Linked DNA regions of Hordeum vulgare: regions 2, 3, 4 and 5 are each linked to region 1. A link is a contact called in public Hi-C data. All regions are on one chromosome and are shown on one strand. Each heading gives the region's core, a stretch centred on a gene start, on an enhancer-like site or on the middle of the called end of the contact. The rest is flanking DNA. Distances are from core to core; before and after follow the strand shown. Region 1 holds the start of LOC123401201 (protein STRUBBELIG-RECEPTOR FAMILY 3-like). Region 2 has its middle 61 kb from the start of LOC123402750. Region 3 holds the start of LOC123401529 (transmembrane protein 230-like). Region 4 holds the start of LOC123401703. Region 5 holds the start of LOC123402539 (translation initiation factor IF-2).

Region 1 (5,263 bases), core at 1,429-3,928:
GAATAACTTTGAGGTGGTTCGCTGCCTAGAACAACTTCTTATTTTGTTCTCCGCTAATAGGAACTTTCGAGTGATCCTTTGTTGTATGTTGAGGGATGACCATATGATTCTACTATGTTAGCATTGTTGAGAGATTTCACTAGTGAAAGTATAAACCCTAGGCCTTGTTTCTAAGCATTTATATAATGTTTTGCTATAGTTTACCATTTGTTACCTCGCTGTTTTTATTTATTCAGACTATAAAAATCTATTTCTACTATCCATACTACACTTGTATCACCATCTCTTCGTCGAACTAGTGCACTTATACAATTTGCCATTGCATTGGGTGTGTTGGGGACACAAGAGATTTCTTGTATTTGATTGCAGGTTTGTTTTAGAGAGACCATCTTCATCCTACACCTTCCATATATTGATAAACCTTAGGTCATCCACTCGAGGAAAAACTATTGTTGTCCTACAAAACTCTGCACTTGGAAGCCCAACAATGTCTACAAGAATAAAGTTGCGTAGTAGACATCACATCCCGTATGCTTACCTCAAGCCAAAGTCCTTCTCTAGATCACAATTGCTTGGTGAAGCTAATAAATCTACTCCTCGATTTCTAATATGACAAGCAGTTCACTAAGCACATTTTCACTTGTACATTACAAAAAATGGACCACAAGCTTTGCGCATGTATTCTCTCGGGGTTCTTATCTTGAACTTGGTCTTTTCAACCTTGATGACATCTTCACATGAGCTATTAAGGATTGTCTCTTCAATGCAAGGCCATGCATGATCATCGGTGACCCATCATTGATTCACCATGAGTATCATCTTGGTCATCACTGGATCTTCCTTATTCTCTATCACAATCTCTTGAACGACAGGTTGAATTGACCGTTTCAATCAATTGCCTTGATAATTTATCAACTCTTGAGCTCACCATGGCTTTACCTTGAACTATTTTCTTCTATTCATCCAGTCAAGATCTTGGTCCTTCACGACTCAACTCATAAAGCCCGTTGATGGCCACTTATGAGTTCCTCCAATGAACTACATCATGACCATTTCTTGTTCTTCGCATAAATTTTGCCTTGCCATATTTGCTTCACTCATTGAACTCAATCTTTATGCCTTGAAAGTTCTTTTCACTTGTTTTCCCGATCATAATATACTCATCTCTTTTAACTCAATGATCTCAATGCATATCTTGATCTAGATGAGATTCATCACATATTCGTCCAATAACCTCCATGTATTACATATGAAATAATTCCTCATATATAACTCGATGAAAACATTAGCCTATTGGAGCAATCATTATTACTAAAATTTCAAACTTGATCTCGATGCCATCCATCCAATTTTGAATAACCTCACATGTATACGCCTCGGCCAAGGCTTTGATCTCTGATGTGCCTATATTAGCACACAATCAGCAACCTACCATGGTAGGTTGAAACTCCTCCATAGTTTGCAGTATCCCAATGTAGATTGAAGCCATTTCTTTCGTATTGCTTGGGTCATATTTTATATGCAATCACATATATTCCGTAGATTTGATTATTTTCTGTCGCAATTAAGTAGGGTATTTTTGCCCACGGTGGATAGGCGAAAAATAGCTAGCGGTATTTATTTGTTCTAGCTTCAAAGGTTGTATAAGAACTTAGGTGGATTCAAATATTTAGACAATTTCCTAAGGATTTGTTATTTGCATCACATATTAATAGGATTTTTTTCTCCCGCTCGTAAAAAGAAACTTTGTTTGTAATGTTCAACTTGCAGTTGTATGAATTTTGTTGCACGCAAAATCCCGCATCATTGAAAGTGTGACATTGTAATTATGTGTTTTTAGTTTTTGGACCCCAATACTGATGGAGAATCAGAGTTTTAGGGCTCCAACGGACGTCCTTGAAGCTGTTAGATCACAGTCGAATGAATGCCAATTCCTCTGTGCAACATGGAGATTTTTCTGCCATTCCTTCCGCTACATGGCAGCTTTTGCCACCAATCATGGTAAATTTATGAAAATTGTCAAAAATGAGATCCATGAACACTAGCATCCAGGATTTAGCTTTATAGAATAATCCCGTTCAGGGTGAGCATCAGAAATCCGACCACAACGGGATTCGAACCTTAGCCGCATAACGAGCCACTACCCACCCTTGCCACTAGGCTACAACCTAGTCCTCAAATTTATGAAAATTGCCATGACAACTTCAGTTGGTATGACATGAGAAGTTTGGCGCGCTCGATGGGAAAACGCCTTCTACAAAACGTTCGGCAGATAACATTTCCCTACTTTTCTTTTTTACCTTTGCAGTAAAATAACGGAAGAACCAGATCATTTTTTTCCCTAAAGCCAACAATAATATACTGGGAATACAAATGGGTAGACAAACGGGACAATCCGCCCCACAGCTAGCACGTGCACGCAAAACATGACGATGGCATCCATCCAAGGTTCCGCCCCCGACCCAACGGATCTCCGTGTCAGCAGGGCCCCATTCCCTTTCCCCTGCTCGGCTTCGGTGGGTATCATCAGCCAGCCTCCCGTCGCGAGAATAAAAATCCCATCAACGCCCTGACCCATCAACGCCCAGGACGCAAATTCCCTCCCCTTTTCCCCCCTCAAAAATCCTCCTAAACCCTTTTCTTTCCCTCTCGTCGCCTTTCCCCATCACCCCTCACCCACTCCCCACTCGCTCCCTATCTACCTCCCTCCCTCCGCCTTTTTCACGCCCGTTGCTCCCGCACGCCACTCGTAGTCGTCCCTCCCTCACTCCGTTTCTCTCACTTCGCCGCCACTCCCAGAAGCCAGCCGGAGGAGACCTACCTCTCTCTCTCTCTCTCCTCCCCCTTACAGCTGCTAGATTCTAGAAGCCAACAAAACCAGACGGGGGCGAACCAGAAAAGCAAAACCCCAAGTCACCACTGCCAGTTCTCCCTCCCTCCCTCCCTCTCTCTCTAGATCTGCGCGAGCCTCGGTTTCCGCGATCGCTGCCCGCCGCGGTTGCTCCCGCCGCGCCGTGCTGCTCCCGCGCGCGCGCGCGTCTGCTGATGGTCCGCTAACCCGAGGCCGGAGGGAGGGATGCGGACGGGAGGCGGGTGCCTCGAGCGGGCGGGGGGTCGGCTGCTCCTCCCGCTGCTGTTGATCGCCACGACGGTGGCATTGCTGCCGCGGGCGCTCGCCCTCACCGACGCCGCCGACGGTAAGCTTCCCCCCTGGTTGCTGACTTTGCTCTGCTTGCTTGCTCTGGCTTACTAATTGGATTTCGTACCGACGCCGCCGACGGTGAGCTCCCCACTGGACCCTGGTTGCTGGCTTTGCTCTGCTCTGCTTGCTTACTCTGGCTTACTAGTAATTGGATTTCGTACCGCCGAGCCCGGTTTGAACGGGCTGTGCTGCTGTGCAGCGATTGTTCGGGAGGGGCGTACGATTTGTCGGTGGAGGGGGCGTTGATTTCCATGCGCTACCGTTGCACCAGTGGGTGGTGAGAAATGTGCTGGGTTTTGGTTCCGCTGATTATTCAGCTTGGTGCGGCAGATTGGTGAGGGGTAGGGGTGTGGGCTTGTGCCGTACTCCTGGAGGTCATGGGCCCATTCGATTTGTGTGCCTGTTCGTGGAAGCAACGATGTCGTGACATCAGACAATTCCAATGTTCTTTTCGATGTGGAGGGTGGAGGCTGAGAGCGATGTTTTTGCTACTGAAGCAATGTGGTGGCCTGTTCTGCAGACTATCATCATTGCCGATGGCAATGGGGGAGATACGTGTCTGCTTTCAGTTAGGATTTGGTTGCAGCGAAAACAAAAAATGCAGCATAATGTCATGGAAGATTGGTTAGGTTGCTTGTGGTAGGACGCAAGCTTTGATCTAACTTGCGCTTGCAGTCCCTCTGATTAATAAGGCCAACATAGGTCTCAGTCATAGAAAGCTGTCATGTAAAATGTGGCTAAATTTGGCTGTTCCTTGTGCACAAGTGGCACTGTATTTGTAAATGCAGTTGCATTTTATTCAGTATGTGGATGTATTTTTTTATGCATTACCGATGTTACGATACATCTTGTTCGTTCCTAATGGCTTATTTGCCCTTCCATTTTTTGCATGCAGTTTCTGCTATAAATGGATTGTATGTTGCACTTGGATCGCCAGCTCTTCCCGGATGGACTGCAAATGGTGGAGACCCCTGCGGTGAGAAGTGGCAGGGTGTTGATTGTATTGGCTCAAGTATAGATGCGATGTACGTCAATTATTCTTTAAATTCCTTTCCCTGGTAGAACTTTTATATTTTGGGCTTTTATCAACTCATTGTCTGTAGAAATTTTGTTGCTGCAACGATGGGAGGACAGCTTGGAAGCCTAGGAAACTTCACGGCTATAACCACAATGTAAGGGCCTTCGTCGTCAATTTTATTCCCTCACTCATGTTTGATAGTTGTATCATCTAATTATCCTGTCATACATTCCATGGGTGTTTGAGAAAAAAAAAACTATATTCCATGGGTGAATTAAGAACTTCAAGGGGTACATGTAACTATAGGCAGAAGTTACGTTGTCCTCTTATCCTGATTGAGCTTTCTGAGTATTTACTCTCCTTTGTTGTAGAAATCTTAGCAACAACAAAATCACCGGAACTATACCAGATGATCTTCCTGTTACACTGCGGAATCTGTAAGTTCTGTTCTTACATTGTGCAGCTCCTTGTTCAAAAAATAAATAAATCGTGCAGTTCCTTTTAAGTGTTTCTGATTACATACTGCGCAGTTTTCTCTCGGACAACCAACTCACTGGAAGCATCCCGATGTCGCTATCAAAACTTAACAGTTTAACAGCCATGTAATTTATCATTTTCCCTGAAAGCAAAAGAGCCACATATTACTTTCCTCTGCAAGCTGTCTCACTCAAGATCTGTCATTCCTTCTTTTCTCAGGTCACTCAATGATAACCATCTCGATGGACAACTACCAGATGCTTTTGGTTCCCTTGTTGGACTTATAAACCTGTAGGACTAGCATATTTCTCTCTTTTTTGGTACTCGCCCTTAATCTTCATCCAGCTTGCTGATTACATTTGAGCTTTCATCACAATTCACAGGGATATTTCTTCCAACAACTTCAGTGGTCCATTACCAACTTCGTTGGGAAACCTGTCATCTCTAGTTACCCTGTATGTCTAGCCTACAACTTCTTTCTTGCATTTTTCCTTTTTGGCTACTTTCTTTTAGATTTTCTAATAACATGCTATTTCACAGGCGCATGCAAGATAATCAACTATCTG
Region 2 (5,411 bases), core at 567-3,066, 290 kb before region 1:
CAGAATTGCTCGGAGCTGCATCACCCAGGTTCTTTCAGTGTTACTTAGGGCTGACTGGCGCAAAATGAAAAAAAAGTTGACCCAAGAACACAACAATCTTTTTTATGACGTCTTTGTCTTAGGTGTGACCACTGGCTGTTGACATGCATGATTTTTTTAAACACAATTTAGTATGTAAAATACTTTGTCGTGCATAGATCAATTTTGTTAATTTAGCCGGATCCTAACTTTAAAAGAAAAGTCATGGTGGTACAGGATTCGACTAGTGTAATGATCTATTCGAATAGTAGCAGGTTGTTATGAACTATTATCACGTTGTTTACATTTGATCATTACTGTAAATATCAAAAATCTAAAATTAATTTTGTTCCACCATTAATTTGCTTGTAAATTTAACTTAAATTATTTTAACCAACATGCTTGACTATCTGTAATTTATAAATTAATTTAAATTGCTTAATTGTACGAATTACCAGACAAAAGTTAGGATATAATAGCTTCTCTAACATCAATTATATTAGATATCAGAGCTTCCCAGCTTGGCTGCGACCGGATAGTTCATCAGCAAACGATTTAAACACTTATATGTTGCTAACAGGTAATTCTCATTTTATTATATATATATATTCCAGTTGTTTTCAACAGGTAATTCTCATTAATAATTAGATATATTTAATATAAGGTGGAACATTGAGTTACTCCTTCATGGAGTATTTTGAAATTTTCTTATTATCATATCCAATCAAATGGTGTTACTTGTTCTTTATGAACAGTTGATCGTGTGCAGATAAGGACAGTTCACGAGCGGTTCTCCTGTCGTCATTAAACGGTACGATCAGTTTTGTCGCCACAAACATCAGAACCAAGAATGTCAACTGGAACTTGATGATGACGATTTAGTTCCTCTTACGTTGCAGTCGATTTAGTTCCCTCTTATTTAATGAGAATGTCAACGAAATCTTCTGCAGTCGATTTAGTTCCTCTTACGTTGCAGAGACGAAATCTTCGGCCGGTGCCACAAGAAGACATTTTTAATAAAAACAAACAAACAGTTCAACATCTAGATCTGACGCATTTAGGACGTATCATGATGTATTGCCCGTCAGCCTGTTATTCAGACAGCAGTATTTGCAAGCTGAAAACCGTGAAGGGTTGACAAAAATAAAACATAGGCGTGAAGAAAAAAACTTTCGAAAACAGAAGTCGATGGGGGTAAGTATGGCCGCTTTAAATTTGGATGGGGCAAGAGCACACGACGCGCCCATCCAATCGTGAAGCGACCGTCCGTCTCTCTCGGCACTTTGTGCAAAGGGCAACTCGTCCATGGATACAACCGAGCACCCGTTCGTCTGAGCCGTGTCAAAACAAATTCCAAACAAAGTCATCAAGATTCAAACAAAGCAAAATCTACGTGATCTTGGTTTCGGAAGTATAGCCAGATATTGTGGCTTGGAATTAAAAGAAGATGGATCTCCAAACAATCTTCTCCTGGCTGTCAATCTAGGCTCCATGCGGCAGACAGGACCCCATTGAACGGCGCCTGCTGTTGACTCATGATATAGAGCCCTAGTACATCGCGATCTAGAACTAAAGGAATCATCGGAAGAGAAAACCATCGATCCAAGTAGATGGATGAATCCAAGAAACAGGCAGAGTCGATCTGAATTCCACGAACTCAAACAGCTTAAAACGAAGCAAAAAAAAAATGCCATGAGAAATGAGAAAGAGGAATGGTTGCGGCGGCGGGGTGACGAGGGAGGGGCGATGGATGGGATGTTCTTAGGGTTGGTGAAGACCCTTGCATTTTATAGCTGCAGTCCTGCACACGCCACATATGAGAGGTTGACACGTGCCGCCAACCCACAAGACTCTGCCTGGGCCTTGTACCAGCACATGGCGCCCCGGCCCAACAAACAATATTCCAGGCCGATATTGCTTCGTTTTTCTACAGCGCTCTGAATCGTGGGGGGCACTCTTTCGGGAGAGCAACTAGTTTTTTTTTTTTAACTTTCTCCCCTCTTGCTAGGGTTTTTGTCCTCTCGTAGGCGACGGCGGCGTTCGTCATCAACGTTGAGGTCTTGCTCCCCTACGACCTCCCCACGCCACCGTTTAGCCGGGGCTTGTGCTCCCGGCCGGGGGGACGTCGGCGGTTCGGTTAGGATCAAAATGCCCGCGGTCTTTTCACGGGCGAGAGAGATCATGGCGTCGAAAGCTTCATCCTCGGGTACCTCTGATCTGGAGGCGATGATGGAGGAGCTAGGTCTGAATGAAAAGAATCTGCAATATGTAGTGGTCGATGAAAAGGATCTGCCCGAAGAATCCACACGTTGGATGGCGATTGCTAGAGTGCACACACCCAAATCCTACAACCAATGTTGGTTTTATGGCACGATGAGGGTCACCTGGGATCTAGCGCAAGAAGTAAAAATTCGCTCACTTGAGGAGAGTCTCTACACCCTCCAGTTTCAGTGCCTCGGAGACTGGGAGAGGGTCATGGAAGAAGGTCCCTGGTCGTTCAAAGGTAAGGATGTGGTCAAGGCGCCATATGATGGGTTTACTCGACCATCCACCATTGTTCTGGACAAGATCGAGATCTGGGCGCAGATTCATGATTTTTCGGAGGGATACTTCCCGCTGATCAAGTCGCTAGCTGGCACTATCGGTGAGTTCGTTTTCGCTGAGCCAAAATCCCACGACTTTGAAGGGAACTTCTTTCGTGTTCGTGTCAAGATCAATGTCAGAGAACCTTTGAGGAACGCTGTTTCGTTGGTCAAGAACAGGGAGAGGGAGATCTTTAGAGTCAAATACGAAAGGCTACCTGACTGGTGCTTCGTCTGTGGCCATCTAGGGCACCTGCACAAGGAATGTGGAGACGGGGTTCATCCACCCAAAGCCCTAGTCTTCAAGGATCTGCGTGCTACCTGGTTCTTGGGACCGGGTCGGGGGCCTGGTGAAGGGAGAGCTGGAAGAGGAACAAGAGCTCAAGGAGGTCGTGGCAACGGACGTTCTGGTCGAGGCGGCCAGAGCCGAGGACAAACTGCTAATGAGAGGTTTATGCATGAGGATGGTGTCGATGCCGATATGGAGGAGGCAGACATGAATCGTAAGAGAGGTTCCCTCGGAAACATACCGTTACTCGTTGCTCCAGGAACCACATCGTCAACACAGGGAGATATTCCCATGCCCCAGACACCTCTGTTCCGGCCAGTCCTTCGTCCAAGCATGAACCAAATAGATCCAAGACCAACCTGTCCACGGCAGAAAAGAACCTGGGGAAGAATAGAGTGGCAAGTACTAACAATGATGCGCGTTTGGTGGGCCCCAATAGTGGGTCACGCCTAGCGCAATGAGTTGCTTAGTGTGGAATTGTCGTGGGGCTTACAAACCAGCGATAGTTCGAGAGCTTCGGGACCTCTCGAATCAATTTGCCCCTTCTATTGTATGCATACTTGAAACACAAATAGAAGGTTCTCGTGTAGAGGGTCTGGTAGGATCTCTAGGATACAATAAAACTTTTGTTGTAAGCAGCTCTGGTAGAAGTGGGGGGCTAGGCATTTTTTGGAATGAAGAAATAAAGCTAGAAATTCTTGGTTATTCGGAATACCATATTGATACTCTTGTAAAAGAATTGACGGGCATAGAGACTAGGATCACCTTCGTCTATGGTGAATCCCAAGTGAATGAAAGACATAGAACTTGGGATATGCTACGAGGCATTGCAGGAACGGGCAGTTTGCCATGTGTGGCGATAGGAGACTTCAACGAGGTAATCCATGCACACGAACATGATGGAGTGGGTAACCGCAGCCAAGCACACATGGATGCATTCCACGATGCACTGGATACCTGTGGTCTGACCGACATAGGGTACAAAGGACAATCTTGGACTTTTGAGAAGAAGGTCGCTGGAGGAAGTTTTACGAGAGTCAGATTGGACAGGGGTGTTGCAAATCTAGATTTGATGATAGCCTACCCCACTGCCTCGGTGGAACATCTAACAGCCACTACATTTGATCATGCTCCTCTTCTGCTGCGGCTGCAAGAAACGCAAGGGTGCAGACGGGGGCCGGAGCCTTTCAAATATGAGGTTTGTTGGGAGCGGGAGCAATCACTGAAGGAAGTTGTGAGTGGTAAATGGGCTTTTGGTCCGGGAGACTCGGTTGGCGAGGTTAAAGACAAGCTCCTCTCGCTGTCATGAGAACTTACGGCATGGGATCGCACGCACTTTGGCAATGTCTGAAAGGAGATAGCGGATCTGAAACAAGAGCTCAAGATATTGCGGGAAATACCGGGTAGAACCGGACCATCGAGGCAAGAGACGAAAATAGGGGACCGACTGGTTGAACTATTTCATAGAGAGGAAATCTTGTGGAGACAGCGAGCTAGAGTAGATTGGCTTGTTCATGGAGACAAGAACACCCATTTTTTTCATCTACGTGCTAGTCGTCGGACAAGGAAGAACCAAATCAAAGCATTACAGAAGCCGGACGGGCAAATGAGAGAGAACGTGTCCGAGATGGAAGAGATGACAACCTCCTTCTATAAAATCTATACACAACAAAGGGGGTCCATGACATGGAGCAAGTGTTGGATATTGTTCCATGCAAAGTCACACATGATATGAACGAGGCTCTGAATGCACCGTACAGTAGCGAAGAAGTGAAAACAACCCTTTTTTAGATGTTTCCCACCAAGGCTCGTGGACCGGATGGATTTCCAGCTCACTTTTTCCAGCGTCACTAGGAGATCTGTGGAGAGGAGGTGACGAAAGTGGTGTTAAAATCATGGGGGGAACGGAATCTGCAGCATGCATTAATGAGACCATTTTGGTTCTCATCCGAAAGGTAAAAAATCCTACCCTGTTAACCCAGTTTCGTCCTATCAGCCTATGCAATGTGCTATACAAGATAGCTTCAACGGTGATCTCTAACCGTCTGAAAATTGTGCTACCTGACATTATATCTGAGGAGCAATCCGCTTTCGTACCAGGGAGATTGATTACTCACAACATCATAGCAGCTCATGAGTGTCTCCACTTTATGAAAAGAAACAAAGCTAAGAAACACCAAGCCTTTGCCCTAAAGCTTGATATGATGAAGGCCTACGATAGGGTCGAATGGCCATATCTTAGAGCAGTTATGTTGAAACTGGGTTTCTCTGAACAATGGGTGAACATAGTTATGGGGCTGGTTTCCACAGTTAAATTTTCTGTTATGCTCAATGTAAAGAGGTTAGAAGAGTTTGAGCCAACACGTGGTATAAGACAAGGGGACCCAATTTCTCCCTACTTGTTCTTGCTAGCAGCAGAGGGCCTTTCGTGCGTGTTAAGATCCATAAGAGAGTCATCCAACTTGAGCGGTGTATAGGTAGCCACTTCGGCACCACCGGTTAACCATCTATTATTTGCTGAT
Region 3 (4,979 bases), core at 1,707-4,206, 380 kb before region 1:
CGGTTCCAAAAGACGCGCCTCGGAATTGTAGCCCATCGCGGTGGCGTCGTATCTTTACCTAATAATAAAGAGGCTATCGCTTCTGTCGGAAAACCCGCTGCAGTGATTTTACAAAAAAGCCCTCCTGTTTTATGATGTTCAACCCGCAGTCCATGGTGAGGGGAGAAAAACGGTTTGATTTATTCTTTCGGCATCCCTGTGTGCACGTTCCGCTGCAGATCCAGCGGTGTCCCTTCCGATCCGATCGGGAGATGACGCAGGACGACGGTGACGGGGCTCCGTGAGGCGGGGAATGGCGGGGAAGCGATGGACATCGGTGCGAGCGAGCCGGGTCAGGTCGGGAGCCAAGGGAGTGGTGATGCGTTGCGGCGGCCGTCCGCGTTGCCCCAGCCCAGGAATGGGGCGAGCCGTCGCGGTAGGTGTGTGTTCATGGTGAAGCGAGTAGAAGGCCGCGTCGGCCGACTAGTTTGCCGGTGCTGGAGAGGCTCGTAGCAGGGACCTCCTGTGCTCTGCTTCGAGCGCGAGGCAGATGAAGCGCTCGGGCTGCAGAGCTGCGGGGCGGAGCCAAAGGGTGGCGCAAGCAATGGATGGGACTTGGTGCAGGTCTCTGGCAAAATGGGGATGGCATGGAGGGGGTCTCGACGCCGACAAGTCTTTGGCTGTCGGCGCTCGGGCATCGGACGACCATGGCCCTCTCTCTGTAGAGAAATACAAACTTGTGGAGAGGCTCGTATAGAGAAAAGAAGCACGGGAGAGAAAAAAAAAGATGGAGGAAGAAGGGAAGGGCTGACCGCCGATTAGGGAAGAGAGGAAGGAGTGAGGAAGAAGAGAGGAAGGTTGGCTGCTAATTAGTACTGTACTTCTAAAAAGATAGTTCTCGAGGCTCCCTCGCGGCATGAACTCGTAAACGAGGAAGCGTTGCTCGTCCTCGAGGTAATATCCAACGAGCCTCACGAGATTGCGGTGCGAAAACTGCCTGAGGTAGTTCATTCAGCCCGCACATCCGAAGTCAAGAACATATATTCAGTGATGACATGGGGATTCGGAAATTTCAGCAACAAATTGGTTTTCAATGTGTGTACAAGCAAAGATTCATAAATTTCAGCAACAAATTTATTCTGAATGTGCATACAAGCAAAGATTTATAAATTTCAGCAACAAATTTATTCTGAATGTGCATACAATCAAAAATTCAGAAATAAATTAGGAACACATGGGTGAAGACTGAACACCACTCACGGTGGCCCTAGAACCTTCCTGGTTGAGCTTCTTGATGGTGATGACCATGCCGGTGCCAAACCGTGCTGACGCGAAGGTGATCTCGTCGACCCATCCCTTGAACATTGAATCGAAGCCGCCCTCGCCAAGCACGATGTTCGCCCGGAAGTTCCTGGTGGCCGTCTTGAGCTCCTTGAAGGCGAAGCTCTACACGCTGGCGGACTACAGGATCTCGCTCTACGGCGTCGGCGACATCGTCGTGGATGGTGCCCCCTTTCCCCTTCCTTCTCTACACCACCCTGATCAATCAACCAACAAAACGTTTTGGTCATGGCTAGGACGAGATCATCAGAAGAGCAAACAAATCGAAGCAAAATCTGAGTTTTGATGTTGCATTGAGACCACGAGCTTGGAGGAAAGGTGCTTTACGGGCATGTGAGACAAGAAGATTAGTCCAAAAATGAAGGAATGGTGTGTAGTATAAGAGAAGGAAAGGAGTAGCGATGAGATAAGGACGCAGAGGGCGGTCAGTGCTTTTCTTTAATGAAACGAAAGGAAATTTGTCATGTACCGGCTAGAAGCTACTGGATGCACGTGTGTTAGCATTGATTTTTTATTTTCTAAAACTATGTTTCTAAATACAAGTCTTCTTAAAAATATTAATACGAATATATATATATAGATATATTTTAAAATATAATTTTATTAATTTTGGTTTGTAGTAGTTCAAAAGTACATATTAAAATCTAAAGACTTATATTTAGAAAATGAGGGAGTACTATAGTTAGTAGAAAGTTGAGATACTTATTTTAAGACTGGGAAAGTATAATAACTAAAAGTGAGTGACATATTGAAAAGAAACATTTTTTAATGAGAAGGTATTTGAAGCTCGCTGATACTTGTTAACCATCAAGATATTCCTCAACTCTGGATGTCATCGATGTCATCAGTAAGATAGGGAAGAGAGAGCGAGGGATGGAGAATAGAGAGAGTGCGATAGCGGTGCATCTTACTCGCACCATGTTTCGCCCCGCACGACATCTGGAAGGGAAGGACTACCTTCCGTTGTACTATCCGTCTCGCAGCTCTGCGTACCCTAATCGATCCTCATCGAGGCCCGAGGATAATGTTCGAGGAAGTGGTCATGATGGCGTGGAGGGTGTGCCCCTACTGTTGAAGGCAACGTGTCAACAAAAGAGTGACAAGCATTATAAATTCTTTATTTTCTGGTCATCATATTTTTAAAGTGGGAAAGCATAAGTATGATAGCGTCTCAGGTAAGAAATCTCTACTACCCGTTGCAATGCACTGAAAACACGTTTTTTTCCTTTCTGAAAGGCACGACCGTGCCTTTCGCGATGGTAAAATCGTGCGTCTCGCGGAAGCAAAACCGTGCTTCTCGTAGGAAAAATAAAAGCAGAAAGCGCGTTTCTTTTCTTTTCGGAAGGCACGGCCGTGCGTAAAAAATCGAAAAAAACACTCTAAAAAACCAAAAACACGTGCGAAATAATAAAAATAATAAAATACAAAAAAACACTTAAAACATGACACGTGACGATGGCTGAAAACGCGTCAAATGACGATGTGTGGGAGTGATTGTTAGAATGCTCTTGAAAATGCGATCGTCTAACTAGTTGCTCAGGCCAGGTAGGAGTTCCCTATAATGCAGCCTACCAAACCGAATACACAGGGTTCAAAAGTCAGCATGCTTCTATATAGCTGGGCTTTGCCAGGACCGGTTCCAAAAGACGCGCCTCGGAATTGTAGCCCATCGCCGTCGCGTCGTATATACTACAACGGGTTGACCCGGCGCTCCCGTCCAATCCAATCCAAATCTGCTTCGGCAAGCGACCCACCAAGCCGATCTCTCTTCTCTCTCTCCCCCCTGCGCTGCATCTTCCACCCCCAACCAAACCACCACCAACCACGATCGGCGCGCGAATCCACCTCGCGAAACCCTACCTAGTCCCTGCCCGGCATGGCCTACGTGGACCACGCCTTCTCCATCACCGACGAGGACGACCTCGTCGGCGGGGCCATAGGGGGCCCGCGCGGCGCCCCCGTCAAGGAGATCGCCTTCGCCGCCGCCCTCCTCGCCTTCGGGGTCCTCGGCGTCGTCGCCGGCCTCTTCATGGCCGCCAACCAAGTCGGCGGTGACACCGCACACGGTGAGACCGAATCTCCTTTCACGGTCCTAGTTACTGCATCTAGGACCCTGAAGTTGCTGCAATTTTCTAACTACTGCTGTATGAATATTTGGGGATAGTATTTCTAGCTAGAGTTGGTATTTCAAGGGCTGTTACTTGTGAGAGCAATTGATTGATGTTTATTTGGCTGGGACATGTATATATATATTAGTATTTCGGAGTTGGTGTTTGGGAGCTGGAAATGTTACTTCTCTTTTTTTTGTTATAGAACATGTGATTGATGAAAAACTTGACCGCAAAAAATACTCCCTCCGTCCGAAAAAAGCAGCACTAATTTGGTGCTAGATACATCCATTTGAGGGACAAGCTTTTTCGGATGGAGAGAGTATATAATAGCGGCTTTAGATGTCCATGAGCTGTTTGCATTTGGTGAGAGGCTTTTAGTCAACACAGTTAAAATTCAGTGAACCGTGCTGGGGGGGGGGGGGGATTGTGGTTTTTTGTTGTTGCTGTTCAGAACAATGCTTCAGTGATATGCTTCAGGAAAGCCAGCAGTGAGAGCAACAGAGACTGGGTACTAAACGCTTAGTATGATTACACAACTGTAAAATTTGTAGATGATACTCCCTCCGTTCCTAAATAAGTCCATACGGAGTAAAATAAGTGAATCTACACTCTAAAGTATGTCTAGATACATCCGTATTTATTCCGTAGTGAAATCTCTAAATGGACTTATATTTAGGAACAGAGGAAGTAGTTAGGTTAGAAGCAATCCAAAATTCCTCTCATCTGTAATATATGTGATCATGATGTGGCTTTATGCTAGGATGTCACTTGTAGCATGGTGTACATGTGAGATCTTAAGATGTGATTTGCCACACAAAAAGCTTTAAAATTCTGTTTGCTCGTTGACTCTCATCCTTTCAGAATAGTGATGCAATATCAATATTAAAGTCGCACTCATGAAGATATCTGCTTCAATAAACTTTGACTACAATTGCAACTTTTTTGTTGGAACAGGAATATTCTTCATGGTTTTGGGCATTGTAATGTTCATACCTGGATTCTACTACACAAGAATTGCCTACTACGCATACAAAGGATACAAGGGCTTCTCTTTTTCAAACATCCCACCAATCTAAAGAACATGTGTTTGCAAACTTGTTCGGGTCCTTCCATCAAATGGCTCTACTGATAAAGCAAGCAGCCTTGGTGTCCTGTTGTTCGTTATGTATACATTCCTTCTACTTTGTAGAATGAACTACTGGTAGATTTGTGCATATAAATGCTACCATAATCATGCATTATGGTGTAGTGGGCAGAAAGGTTGTCAACTGTGTGATTATGTTGAGTTGCTGGAGTGTGCTGCCTCCCGTGTCTGCGAGGAAGGAGACTGTAGTGTTTGTTCGCGTGGAATATGTTACTGTGTAGTAATATCCTCTGTTGCCCGCATTCTCTGATCTGTCTTTATGGGTTCTCTTAAGTAATCTACTCCCTCCGTTCATAAATATAAGTCTTTATTTAGAGATTTCAATATGTACTACATACAAAGCAAAATGAGTGAATCAATGTTTTAGAATATGTTTATATACATTCGTATGTAGTTCGTATTGA
Region 4 (5,343 bases), core at 2,061-4,560, 430 kb after region 1:
GAAGGCATAGAAGAAGGGGTTAATTTGATATATGCCACTCGAATTCTGGCAATTCTCAGAAATGCCACTACAATTTTTAAACTTTGAAAAATGCCATTTTCGATGGCATTTTTTAAATTCCATGGTGGTGTTTTTTGAAGTTTGTAAAATTTGTAGTGGCATTTTTCAAAGCTTGAAAACTGTAGTGGAATGTCAAAATCGAGGTCTTCATTGTTGCATGGAGTACCAAGCCCCACTCATAACTCGTTTGGCTCCTTTCACTCGTACCACGACCATCTTAGTGGGAATGCACGGACAAACCTATCGGTGTTGAGCACCCCAAGACTGTCTTATTCACGAGGATGACACATCGTCTTCGAGTTGACCTTGCACTTGACACCGTTCGTCTTATCCGAGCCGGACCAAAGGAAAGACCACTCGATTTTGTTGAGGCTATATAAAGAGCTTGGCGACATGACTTGGGAGGAGGTGACCGATTTGACAAGTGTCGTCGTCTAATGGTGGTAATGTTTTGCCCCTCCCAAATGACCAATTTAGCAGCCGCTTTGTCTTCGAGATATTGGAAATTCACCTTTCTAAGTTGCCAAACCGAGAGTGGAAGGCCCAAATATTTCATACAGAATGAAGCTCTAGTTGCCAGCACGCCTTCAATTCAGCTCTAGAGGTCTTTATGAAAATGTGAAAAGACATAGGTTGTGTCGACCACTGAGGCTCCTTATGTGTCATCTCAGTTAGATTAGGCGGTGCTTGTCAGCCCCGCTCTCCTCGTCCCTATCCCCCACTGATGGACCCCACTGATCCGGACTTGAACTCTTAAATCTTAAATACCCTATAAACGCTTACGCTTATACAGCACCAACTCATCGTTTAGGCCAGTGCTTGTCCGCACCGATGACAGCCGTCGTATCTCGATCAAGCGTGTCTCCATCTTCCTCCCCTTAATAATTTCGTCTGTCCCAGCATAGGCAAATGCGTGTCCTACATTTCCACAATGCACGTGAATTCCACGTACTAGAGCAACCTACGAACCTTGTCGCTCTAAATTCGTCAGCTACGTACATTTTACAACTTCTCACTGGCAACCACACAGTGGGAGAGCATGAAGACCACATATCGTCGTGAATCATGGTACCACTCGCTTCTACTCCCTCCGTCCCATAATGTGTGAAAACGTCTTACATTATGGGACGGAGGGAGCAATTAGCAAGGTCGCATCATGTCAGGGATTCCAGCAAAATACTGATGCAGAAAAACAGCCCAATGGATGAAGTTGAAAGACAAGGTTAAGTGACATAAAATGCATCACAAGAATGCAAAACGGCTGACACACAATCAATGGAGTATACTGCGAAGAACTTGTACTCGATTCGCTTGGAAATGTTTTTAATCACAATGCATGCACTTCCAGTTTGAAGTTGCTTATGATAGGACACGCAGGAACATAACAGTGGACTAGATAGTTTGTTGCTGCTTTCCGACACAAAATAAACCGGCCATCAAATAAAATCAACTCCAGGTAGCCCATCAGTAGAAGAAAAACGGAGAACACCATCCTGAATCAACCGTAGATAAGCTCTCCTGCACAACATAGATAAAGGGGGTCAGGACAACAAAGTCAACATTGCACATGTTTCCAACTCAATGGTGTCACATACTCCCTCTGTCCCAAAATAAGTATCTCAAGCTTAGTACAATTTTGTACTAGAGCTAGTACAAAGTTGAGACAGTTATTTGGGGACAGAGGGAGTATAATATAACTGATGTACAGTAGTACACAAGATATCACTTAATGCAACATCGGGTTTAGCCTTTCGCTGTTTTTGTTGGGATCAATACGTAATAATTATATTTATCAATCTTCTTAGAAGGGTACATAAAGATCTTAGCTTCTTCTTAGCATACAGAATGTAAGTCACACTTATGTTCCTACACAATTTAGTTATAAGAAAGGTTCTGCCAAACTATCATGGAATTTAACTAACTTTAACTCGCTGTCCCTTCGACAGGGAGCAAAACGACTTCCAAATGTCAATGAACAATGATTCATTTTCTCAAAAGTGACAAACTATTGAGAAGGCCTTCAAATGACTTAAATCCATGTGGACATATGAAGTTCAACAGAACACTAAACCGGTTTGCTAAATCATTTTTCTAACATATCATCTGATAACCATTGATCTAACCTACTAATGACAGAAGGTGAATACAGCTAATAAATCTTACCCCGCTATATTAAAGTATCATATGGTGATATGCAATGTCATAAATGCACAAAATAGTGATACAAAAAGACGGCCTGCAGTAACTTCAAGGTTGATACAACTCTCGCCATAGTTCCAAACCATGCATAGCCAACACAATACACAGTGCAAGCTATAATCACACATGATACCCAACAAATGTGCCATTCAACAGTTTCCTTTGCTATTCCATAACTATAACAGCGAAGTGCAAACTACATAAGTGGTTGAACGTTGTGAAGCTCAAGGATGTCTTGAGAATTTGCATCACTGGTACAATATATACTAATACAACTCAAAGGGTGCTGAACAATACACTGGAAGAATGAAGTGCATGTGAAACAGATCACACCAAGATCATTCAGATCCTCATACAGTTCCAATATTGGCGGTCATATCTAGACCAATCAATTGCCACTACACAAGTGATTCACTGACAGCCAAAATTCGTACAAACCCACACCCAATTCATCAAACATGTCCATAGTCCCCACAAGAACAATTTGCATCTAACCTACCACACAGCACATCCATGCGGCCTTAACTAAATTAAAACCATACGACAATCGTCAAGCAGACGGGGTTCAATCACCCGAAAAGCATCTCATCGCACCACCGGATCGGATCAGGAAAACAGAAATGGTACAATCGAACCCTCACCTGCGCGAGGCGGATCCGGATCTAGTGACCGCCGTGCTTCTCGAGGTGCTCGAGGTGGCGGCGCTCCTGGGGAAGGCCCACAAGGTAGGAGAAGGCCATGCCGCCGAAGCAGATATGGAAGATCGGCTCCGGCGAGCTGGTCTCGATGTACTTCTCGATGTAGCGGTCCACCGCCTGGTCGGTGCTCTTCTTCACGTTCGCCCAGGTGAGGCGGGGCTTGAGGTACGCCGGCACCTCGCGCACCTTCATCGCGCGGATCTCGTTGTACAGCGCACGCATCGCCATGGCCGCGACCTCGGAGATCTCCCTCTCTCGCTCCTCGTGCGCTCGGAGTCTAGGGTTCGTTTGGTCGTTGGCTTCGGTGAGGGAGGGGCGGATGAAATGGCACGGGAGGTGGGGGATTTGTTTGGGTAATCAGGGGAGTATTGGGTTGGGCTGGGCTTAAATGTTACGGTGATAAGGGCCAAGGTAATGCCGGGCCATCTCTTTAGATATATCGCCGCAGCCCTGTTCACTTTCCAAAAGGATACAATCCCTAAAAAACTTATAAGGGCCTCTATGATTCATGGAATTTTATAGGATTTTTGGAGGATTGAAATCCTAGGAATTTTTCCTAGGTAGGTCCTTTTATTCATATGATTGGATTCAATAGGATTTTTTTGTATGAAATCCTTTATACTATATTTCGTAGAAAATCTAACATCCACTCCAACTTTTTTTACAATTCCTTTATTTTTTTTCCGTGGCATCTCACACTCATTGCTAATTCTATAGGATTCGAATAGGCATGCCACGCCGCAGCGTGGAGACTTGAGTGCGACAGAAGTTCAAAGGGTCCTACCTTGACCTCGCTTCCCTCCATCGCTCGACAACACTGTCGCTTCTCCTTCGTGCAGCAGGGAGAGACCAACAATGCTTTCTACAAGATCCATGCATCCCACCGGCATAAAAAAACTTCGTCACCGAACTGCATCATGGGGCATCTATTGCGAGAGACGAGATCAGCATGGCGCGTGCGATGCACGAGCATTTCACCCCCATCCTTTGGGTTACCCAAAGTCGTGCCTTTTCCATTCAACCTGGACCTCATCGACGCACGCCAGTCCTGCCTTGAGGAGCCCTAGAGGCCTCTTACTAAGGAGGAAATTTGGCATGCGGTCAAATATCTTCCCACCGAAAAGCCGCCTCGCCCCGATGGATTCACCTCCGAGTTCCTTCATGCATGTTGGTCGATCATCAAAGGGCGACTTCTCCGAGGCTTTCGACAAATTGTTCACCATGAACGGTCGCGGATTCCAGAAGTTGAACGAGGCACTGCTCACATTTGCTAACATTGGACCGACAATGGAGCATATTCAGCCAAATCTTGCTATCTAGCTCTATTCCATGATTCCGTGTGAGCACCCTTCTCGAGGCAGACATGGAAAAGGTGCCCCCCGCGAGTGCAAAGATCTTCCTATGGTTGGTTGGCGATACGCCTCCAACGTATCTATAATTTATGAAGTATTGCCATGTTTACAACAATTTTATATGGTTTTGGTATGATTTGCATGAAACTAACCCCGGCTAACGTTGTTTTCAGTAGAACTATCGTGGTGTTGTTTATGTGCAGAAATAAAAGTTCTCGAAATTGGATGAAACTTTTTCACGATTTTTTTTGGAAGAAAAGAGAAATACTGGGGCAAAGAACCACCAGAGCCCCCCCTCGTGCCCACTAGGCACCAGGGCGCTCCAGCCCCCACACCCCCAAGCGTGCCCTGGTACCTAGTGGGCCCGATGGATGCGAGAGGTGGGCCAGGTGGCCCACTAGACATCAGGTCGCACGAGGTGAGCCTAGCGCCCTCGTGCCTAGTGTGTCACCTGGTGGGCCCCCTCGGGCACTTCTTCATTCCAGTATTTATTTATTTATTATAATAATCTTCGTAAATTTTCAGCCCAATTGAGGATGTGCAAAATAGGTATCTGAGACGTAATTTTTCACGTCCAAAATTCCATCTGTCAGCATTCTCCCACTTGATGTAAACCTTGCATATTATGAGAGAAAATGCATTAGAATTACTCCACCAAGTGGCAAAATGCATAAAACACTATAAATAACAGTAACAAAACATGATGCAAAATGGACGTATCAACTCTCCCCAAGCTTAGACCTCGCATGTCCTCAAGCGAAAGTCGATAGTGAAAATAATGACCATATGCTTTGAGAGAGAGGTGTCGATAAAAACAAAAATAGACATAGCAGCATCATGCTCATTATTATAATAGCAAATAAAAATTTATAAAATACTTCATCGCAGCATTTTCATCATATAACTTTTATCATAAAGGCTTCTTATAAACAAGTGATAATTCATCACAACATCGAAGTATGAAGCATAAACTCTATTGAAAACTAGTAAACTATGGTCTGAGTCAACTTTGCAACACAATTCATCATATCTTC
Region 5 (5,597 bases), core at 1,060-3,559, 410 kb after region 1:
GCTGTGAACCGGCCGATGCGTATTCGCATGAACAGAACTATTATGGATCCTGTTGTGCGACTGGGAGACCGCCGAATTCTGCTGCTGCGCCGTGTGCAACAGGGCTCGGATCTGCTCGATCCCTCTACCATCCTCTGAATCAGTCGGCTGGAGGGAATCGGCTATCTTGGCAGCCGCAGCCAAGTTGAGGAGGGGTGTGCGGAACAACTCTATGTTGCTCCGTCGAGTGTGCCGACTAGCAGAACGGCGAGGTGGACGGCGCGCGCCGGACGTTTCGCTGACCTCGCGCTCGCTCCGGCCAGCTTGACGGGGATCTTCATGGGAGTTGGCCATGTGGACTTCAGCTGCGGGTCCGCGACCCGCATACTCGGAAGGAAACTCAGTCGGAACCGAGTCCGAGTGCTGGGACAGCGGGGCAACCACAATGGACTCTAGAACCGCCACTTGTGAAGACGTGTTCTGGCGCGCCTGGGCGTGTTGCACCCAACGCTGGAGCCGCGGACGGCGAGACCGCTTGCTGCGGCGCGTGACGGCGATGCAGGTCAACACCAGAGCCGACTGTTGGAGAAGAAGATGTCGAGGGCGCCGGCACGGAAGTGCGTAGCCCCACGACGGGGAAGCGCCTCGACGTCGAGAGGAGCATCCCGAAGCCACGCCGAATCGTCGATGATGAAGGAGAGAGCGCCGAAGAAGATCTGGTGACCCATGCTCGAACCTCCACCGGACGACATGATGAAAGGAAGTAGTCGCAAACTCGCCGGAAGTCGCTTAGACGCCTGCCCCACGGTGGGCGCCAACTGTCGTGGGTATAAGCCTGACAGTAGATGTGTAGGATACGAAAAGGATGGGCAAAGCCTTAGCTATGGCGAGGTTGTATGAGTTGAGGCCCCTCTGCGATGGAGGTAATAGCCCTACGTCTCAGTGCTCAGGGAGCTTGTTGTCGAGTGGAAATATGGAATACAATGAGTTGCTCACCCTTGCACCAGTGGGGAAGGGTGGCTTATATAGAGTGCGCTGCCCTTCACAACGGTCGGTGCGCAGGGGTGGAATAATGGCGAATAAATACCTACGTTACAGGTAACGTACGACCTAAATGCTAATAAAAGCGTGAGGAAACGTACGACTGTTTCCCTCCTGGGGGGTTACGATGTACAGAGTGGAATCCAGTCGGTCCGATCGATACGCTCCGAATGCTCGCCTTCGACTGGATGGTCGGATGTCTGTTACCGACTGGATGATGGGAATTCCTTAGTTCAGTCGGAGCTGACAAAGGGCCTTGTCCCTTATGAAGGGTGGTCCTTGGGTAGGACCTATAAGGTAGGCTTATGACCCTACCCTATGACTATAACCCCATCACAGTCTAAATGGCGTTTGTGGATATCACCTAAAAATAAGTGGCGTTAGTGAACAGCCCAACTAAGCCCATGAACGCCAGCGGCGTGTTCATCTCCTTCCCCGACACCCCAAGCTGCCAGCGTGCCGTACCTGTCGGCCGCGGCTGCGATCACCGCCGCCTTCAGGCCCCATTACCAGGTGGTGGCTCCGGACGACCTCGTCTTCCCGTACAACGACGGCGGCCTCCTGGTCCCACACGCGACGTCGTCCCCCTTCTCCTCCTCGTACCACCACCAGCAGCAGCACGACGTCGTCGCACAACTGCTTCACGAGGCCACCGGCGGCGGGGCCCTCCTCCCGTTCGGGAACAACTCGTCCAACTCGGACGAGTACCAGCAGGCGCACTGCAGCCTGGCGGAGGAGCGGCGGCGGCGACGGATGGTGTTGAACCGGGAGTCGGCGCGGCTATCGCGCATGAGGAAGCAGAAGCAGCTGAGCGAGCTGTGGGCGCACGTGGTGCACCTCCACGGCGCCAACCGCCAGCTGCTCGACCAGCTCAACCGCGTCATCAGGGATTGCGAACGCCTGCTGCGCGACAACGCCGGCTTCAGGGACGAGGGGGCCAAGCTGCGGGAGCGGTTTCTACCATAAATGCACCCTGTATCAGTTCGCTTTGTAAATACGCGGCACTATGTGAACATCACATACGCCATAAAATAATAATTGGACTAGGACATAATCCCATATAAGAAGTAGCGGTGAGAGCGTTCAAGTACCACAACACCCGGTGAGATGTCCATTTACATCCTGAGCCTGATCCCATCGCGACCCCTGGCATGCAGGCGACCCGGATGATTTCTGCCAGTTGTTTTTAAACGTTTCCGACGGCTTTTTGGTGCACTCGTTCGACAGGCCAGTGTTTTAGCCCTGCCAGTTTAAGTATGGAAATCATAGTGTTCCTCAAAAAAAGGGTGAAGCCCAGCCCGTTACATAAAAAGTACCCCGCCGAAGCCCAGCCCAGGAAACTCCCCCCACTTCCCCGTACCTTACCCGACCACCGCCTCCGCTCACCGTCGACGACTCCGACTCCGACTCCAACTCCAACTCGAAACAAACCCCAAAGCCGCCGCGGCCGTCTGCCTCCTGCCCCAGACGACCGCGCCGCAAACATGGATTCGCTTCTTGCCACCTACGCCTCTTCAGATGAAGACGCCGACGAGAGCATCCCCTCACCCGCTCCCGCTACCCGCCGCGGCGAGGCCAGCGGAAAGCCCGCCGGCGGCATCTTCTCCGCGCTCCCGCAGCCCAAGTCGGCGCCTATCTTCTCGTCGCTCCCGGCGCCGAAATCCGCCCCGACCTTCTCCTCCATCCCACCTCCCAAATCCTCCGCTTACTCCGGAAACCCTAAGCGCGTCGTCCAGTTCCGCCCGCCACCGATCCGCCAGACCACCGGAGTCAGCTCGGACGAGGAGGATGACGCCGAGAAGCGCCGTCCCAGCGCCAGCGAGGCGCCCCCGCCCCTGTCTGCTGGATCGGGGCCGGTGTCTTCGTTCCTCCCGGCGCCCAGGCACTCGCTTGGGTTTGGCTCCGGCGCAGCCAGGAGGTCGGCCGTAGACACCGCCGGGCCGGAGAGGTCAAATCTTGGTGCTGCTGGCCCCTCTAGCTCGGCTGTCAACAGAGGGGCGCCAGAAAGGTCCGATACTGGCCCTGCCGACGAGGACGGTCCTGAGGAAAGCAGTGATGAGGACGCCATGCCTGCTCCGGAGCAGCAGCAAGAACAACAGGGTCTTGGTGTCGGAGCTGGAGACGTCCAACACCAGGGTTATGATGCTGGAGTTGGAAATGCTAATGGGTACGAAGGTTATGCATGGGATCCAAACTATTATGCAAATTATGGTTTGGATCCGAATAGCAATTTGAATTATGGGACCGAACCACAGTATGCAGCATATGGAGTAGAGCAAGGTGGTGGGTATGGCAATGGATATGGCGGGGAGCACAGTGGTGGATACGGGCATTCGACAGCGCCGCCATGTGGAGGGGAATATACTGGAGGTTACAGTGCTGAGGCGGTGGCAATGGCAGCTCCACCAATGCGGGAGCCAGCACTTCCACCAGAATTGGGCAGGATTGGAGTGAAGAGAGGTAGGAGGGATATGCCTATGGAGATTATAGAGGTGAATCAGGCAGAGCTGGTCAAGAACCGTCCAAGGGAGGACAAATCCAAGCTCACAGGGATGGCCTTTGGTCCTAGTTACCAGGTACAGACAAATCATTCCCTGATAACATGGCATGACTTTTGCTTCTTGCTGCATTGTCATTGTGCTCAGTTTACTGTCTTTGATCGATTTTCCTTCACCTTATAGCCATCATCACTACTATATCTAGTCAATGTTAGATAATCATATTTTATTTTTTCAAGTGATACACAGACAGTGTAGTACGCATGCAGCATTATTCATGCAATTTAGGTCCTGATAGCAGTCCCCAGCAATTACTCTTGGTAGTGGGTTTTTGCTTGCCACAATTTTAGTTTTTAATTTGCAAATCATCACCAATAAGGTAAACATATCAAGTACTGTACCTGACAAATGATAAGTCACTATTGATAACTTCTCCAAGCTGTAATTATGCTAGTAATGCTTTCAAGGGTGTTGTCAATATCACCAGATCATCACTGGAGTAGATGACCATGTAATTAAGTTTTGTTACGAAATGAACCATATAATTTGCCAATTCATATTTCCTTAGACTTAACGATAAGTATACTAGCTAATCTAGCTTATGGTTTAAACCATGTTTCTGTATAAATTTGTGCTATTGGACATACAATTAAAATAAAATTAATGAAAAAGTTACCATTCTGTTCAGTAAAGAACTATTGAAGCTATTATTACTCCGTTTGATAGAGATGCAACTTTGAACTTCAGTTGTCACAGTATATTTAACATTTTGCAGAAAAAATATTTCACTCGTAATATAGTCATATAATTTCAGAAAGCTGTGACCAAACGAATTAGTTGTTATTACAATGTACTCGCTCTGTTCCATAATTAAGTGTCGGGGTTTATGGAATGGAGGGAGTAGTAATATACTCCCTCTGTTCATTATTTTAAGATGTTTTGGATATTTCAATATAGACTACAGACAGACTGAAATGAGTGAAGAAACACACTAAAATGTGTCTACATACATCCGATTTATAAAAAAGTCAGAACATCTTAGTGATTGGAGGGGGTACCTATTATTTTGCATTGAGTATGTACGCTCCTAATGGGTTTGCTGATTGCCTATACCAGATGGGACTTGTGAGCCAAGACAAACTTGTTTTAGTTTAGGTTATATTAAAGCACAGTTTGTTAGATTAAACGGGTAGCTTTATTAAGCAAAATCGCACTACATGGAATTGACAAAATTAGAGCAGGTTCTGTATTTATTATTTAATCTGACAAGATTCACACAGCGTTCAGTACTTCAGTTAATTTTAAATTAAATATGAGCTACAACATTACTTTGACAATATGCATAAATAAAAGAATAAGGTGATGATGTGACGAGGTTGTGCCTGGGTATTGGATACTCCCTCTAATTCAAGACCTCTACATACATTTGAAATACAGATAAGCTAGAGTTCTGTTTTCTTGTGTTAGGTCTCCCTAATCCAGGACCTTGTGTCGTAGGGTGTAATGGTGGTCCTGGGTTACGTCTTCACAGTCCAATTGTCTAGGAAAGGAATATGCTCGGGTAGTAGAACTTTGAAATCACAAACTAAAAAACAATGATGAAAAATAGAAGGATGGCTAATATCAAAATATGGTCTTGTTAATATCTGATGATCCTACCAAAGGTAGACCTTTTTGATAATATAAGTTGATGATAATTGATATGTGGTCCATAACCCAGGGTGCATTAGAAGATATTATCATATCGCAATCAGAACTTGGAAGCATGTCTTGAATATATAGTTTTCCCTGTATAGTTGGTGACTGGTTCTGTGCTGTTTGAAAATTGTAGCTGTTAATTCCGATTTCTCCCTGGTATCAAAGCCATCAACCATTCAGCCATTTTCACATGTCCCTATCGTATTGCTTTTGTTTAGCGTCCACACTTCTGCTTTTAACATCAATTCAGAGCAGGCTACATTAATCAACGCTTGAATGTGTGTATTATCCTGACCTTAGTTTTGTTCTATCTCGTTTGTAGGCCGCCCCTTCGGGGAAGGGAAAGCCCTCCAAGCTCCAGAAGAGAAAGCATCAGATCGG

The links. Hi-C and Micro-C count contacts between places; a contact is called where the count stands out from the background.
Region 2: a contact with region 1 is called in a Hi-C map of seedling, with 2.2 times the contacts expected there. The contact joins the enhancer-like site here to the promoter of LOC123401201 in region 1. A contact is called at or near these places in 2 of 6 Hi-C or Micro-C datasets (leaf and seedling) and 1 of 1 datasets of contacts at active chromatin or transcription factors (embryo).
Region 3: a contact with region 1 is called in a Hi-C map of leaf, with 6 times the contacts expected there. The contact joins the promoter of LOC123401529 here to the promoter of LOC123401201 in region 1. A contact is called at or near these places in 4 of 6 Hi-C or Micro-C datasets (leaf and seedling).
Region 4: a Hi-C map of leaf shows a contact between it and region 1, with 4 times the contacts expected there. The contact joins the promoter of LOC123401703 here to the promoter of LOC123401201 in region 1. A contact is called at or near these places in 2 of 6 Hi-C or Micro-C datasets (both in leaf).
Region 5: a contact with region 1 is called in a Hi-C map of seedling, with 5 times the contacts expected there. The contact joins the promoter of LOC123402539 here to the promoter of LOC123401201 in region 1. A contact is called at or near these places in 3 of 6 Hi-C or Micro-C datasets (leaf and seedling) and 1 of 1 datasets of contacts at active chromatin or transcription factors (embryo).

The regions. Positions count from the first base shown.
Region 1 is chr6H:126,888,220-126,893,482 of MorexV3_pseudomolecules_assembly, forward strand. LOC123401201 (protein STRUBBELIG-RECEPTOR FAMILY 3-like) reads left to right here and starts at 2,679. Exons shown (of 16, transcript XM_045094938.1): 1 at 2,679-3,197; 2 at 4,098-4,227; 3 at 4,306-4,374; 4 at 4,592-4,657; 5 at 4,751-4,822; 6 at 4,917-4,988; 7 at 5,081-5,152; 8 at 5,238-5,263. The coding sequence starts at 3,077.
Region 2 is chr6H:126,594,160-126,599,570 of MorexV3_pseudomolecules_assembly, forward strand. No RefSeq gene overlaps it. Among protein-coding and RNA genes, the nearest start is that of LOC123402750, 61 kb to the right of the region's middle. Within about 2 kb of position 1,817, at least 3 of the 3 cell types and tissues checked have open chromatin away from gene starts, as enhancers often do. A contact at or near this core is called in leaf and seedling, where this site is marked.
Region 3 is chr6H:126,511,252-126,516,230 of MorexV3_pseudomolecules_assembly, forward strand. LOC123401529 (transmembrane protein 230-like) reads left to right here and starts at 2,957. Exons shown (of 2, transcript XM_045095357.1): 1 at 2,957-3,386; 2 at 4,386-4,817. The coding sequence starts at 3,197. The coding sequence ends at 4,507.
Region 4 is chr6H:127,313,207-127,318,549 of MorexV3_pseudomolecules_assembly, forward strand. LOC123401703 reads right to left here and starts at 3,311. Exons shown (of 2, transcript XM_045095558.1): 1 at 2,901-3,311; 2 at 1,337-1,578. The coding sequence starts at 3,185. The coding sequence ends at 2,922.
Region 5 is chr6H:127,294,205-127,299,801 of MorexV3_pseudomolecules_assembly, forward strand. It overlaps LOC123402539 (translation initiation factor IF-2), which reads left to right and starts at 2,310. Exons shown (of 2, transcript XM_045096463.1): 1 at 2,310-3,596; 2 at 5,539-5,597. The coding sequence starts at 2,505. LOC123405210 reads left to right here. Exons shown (of 2, transcript XM_045098988.1): 2 at 1,436-1,986. The coding sequence ends at 1,986.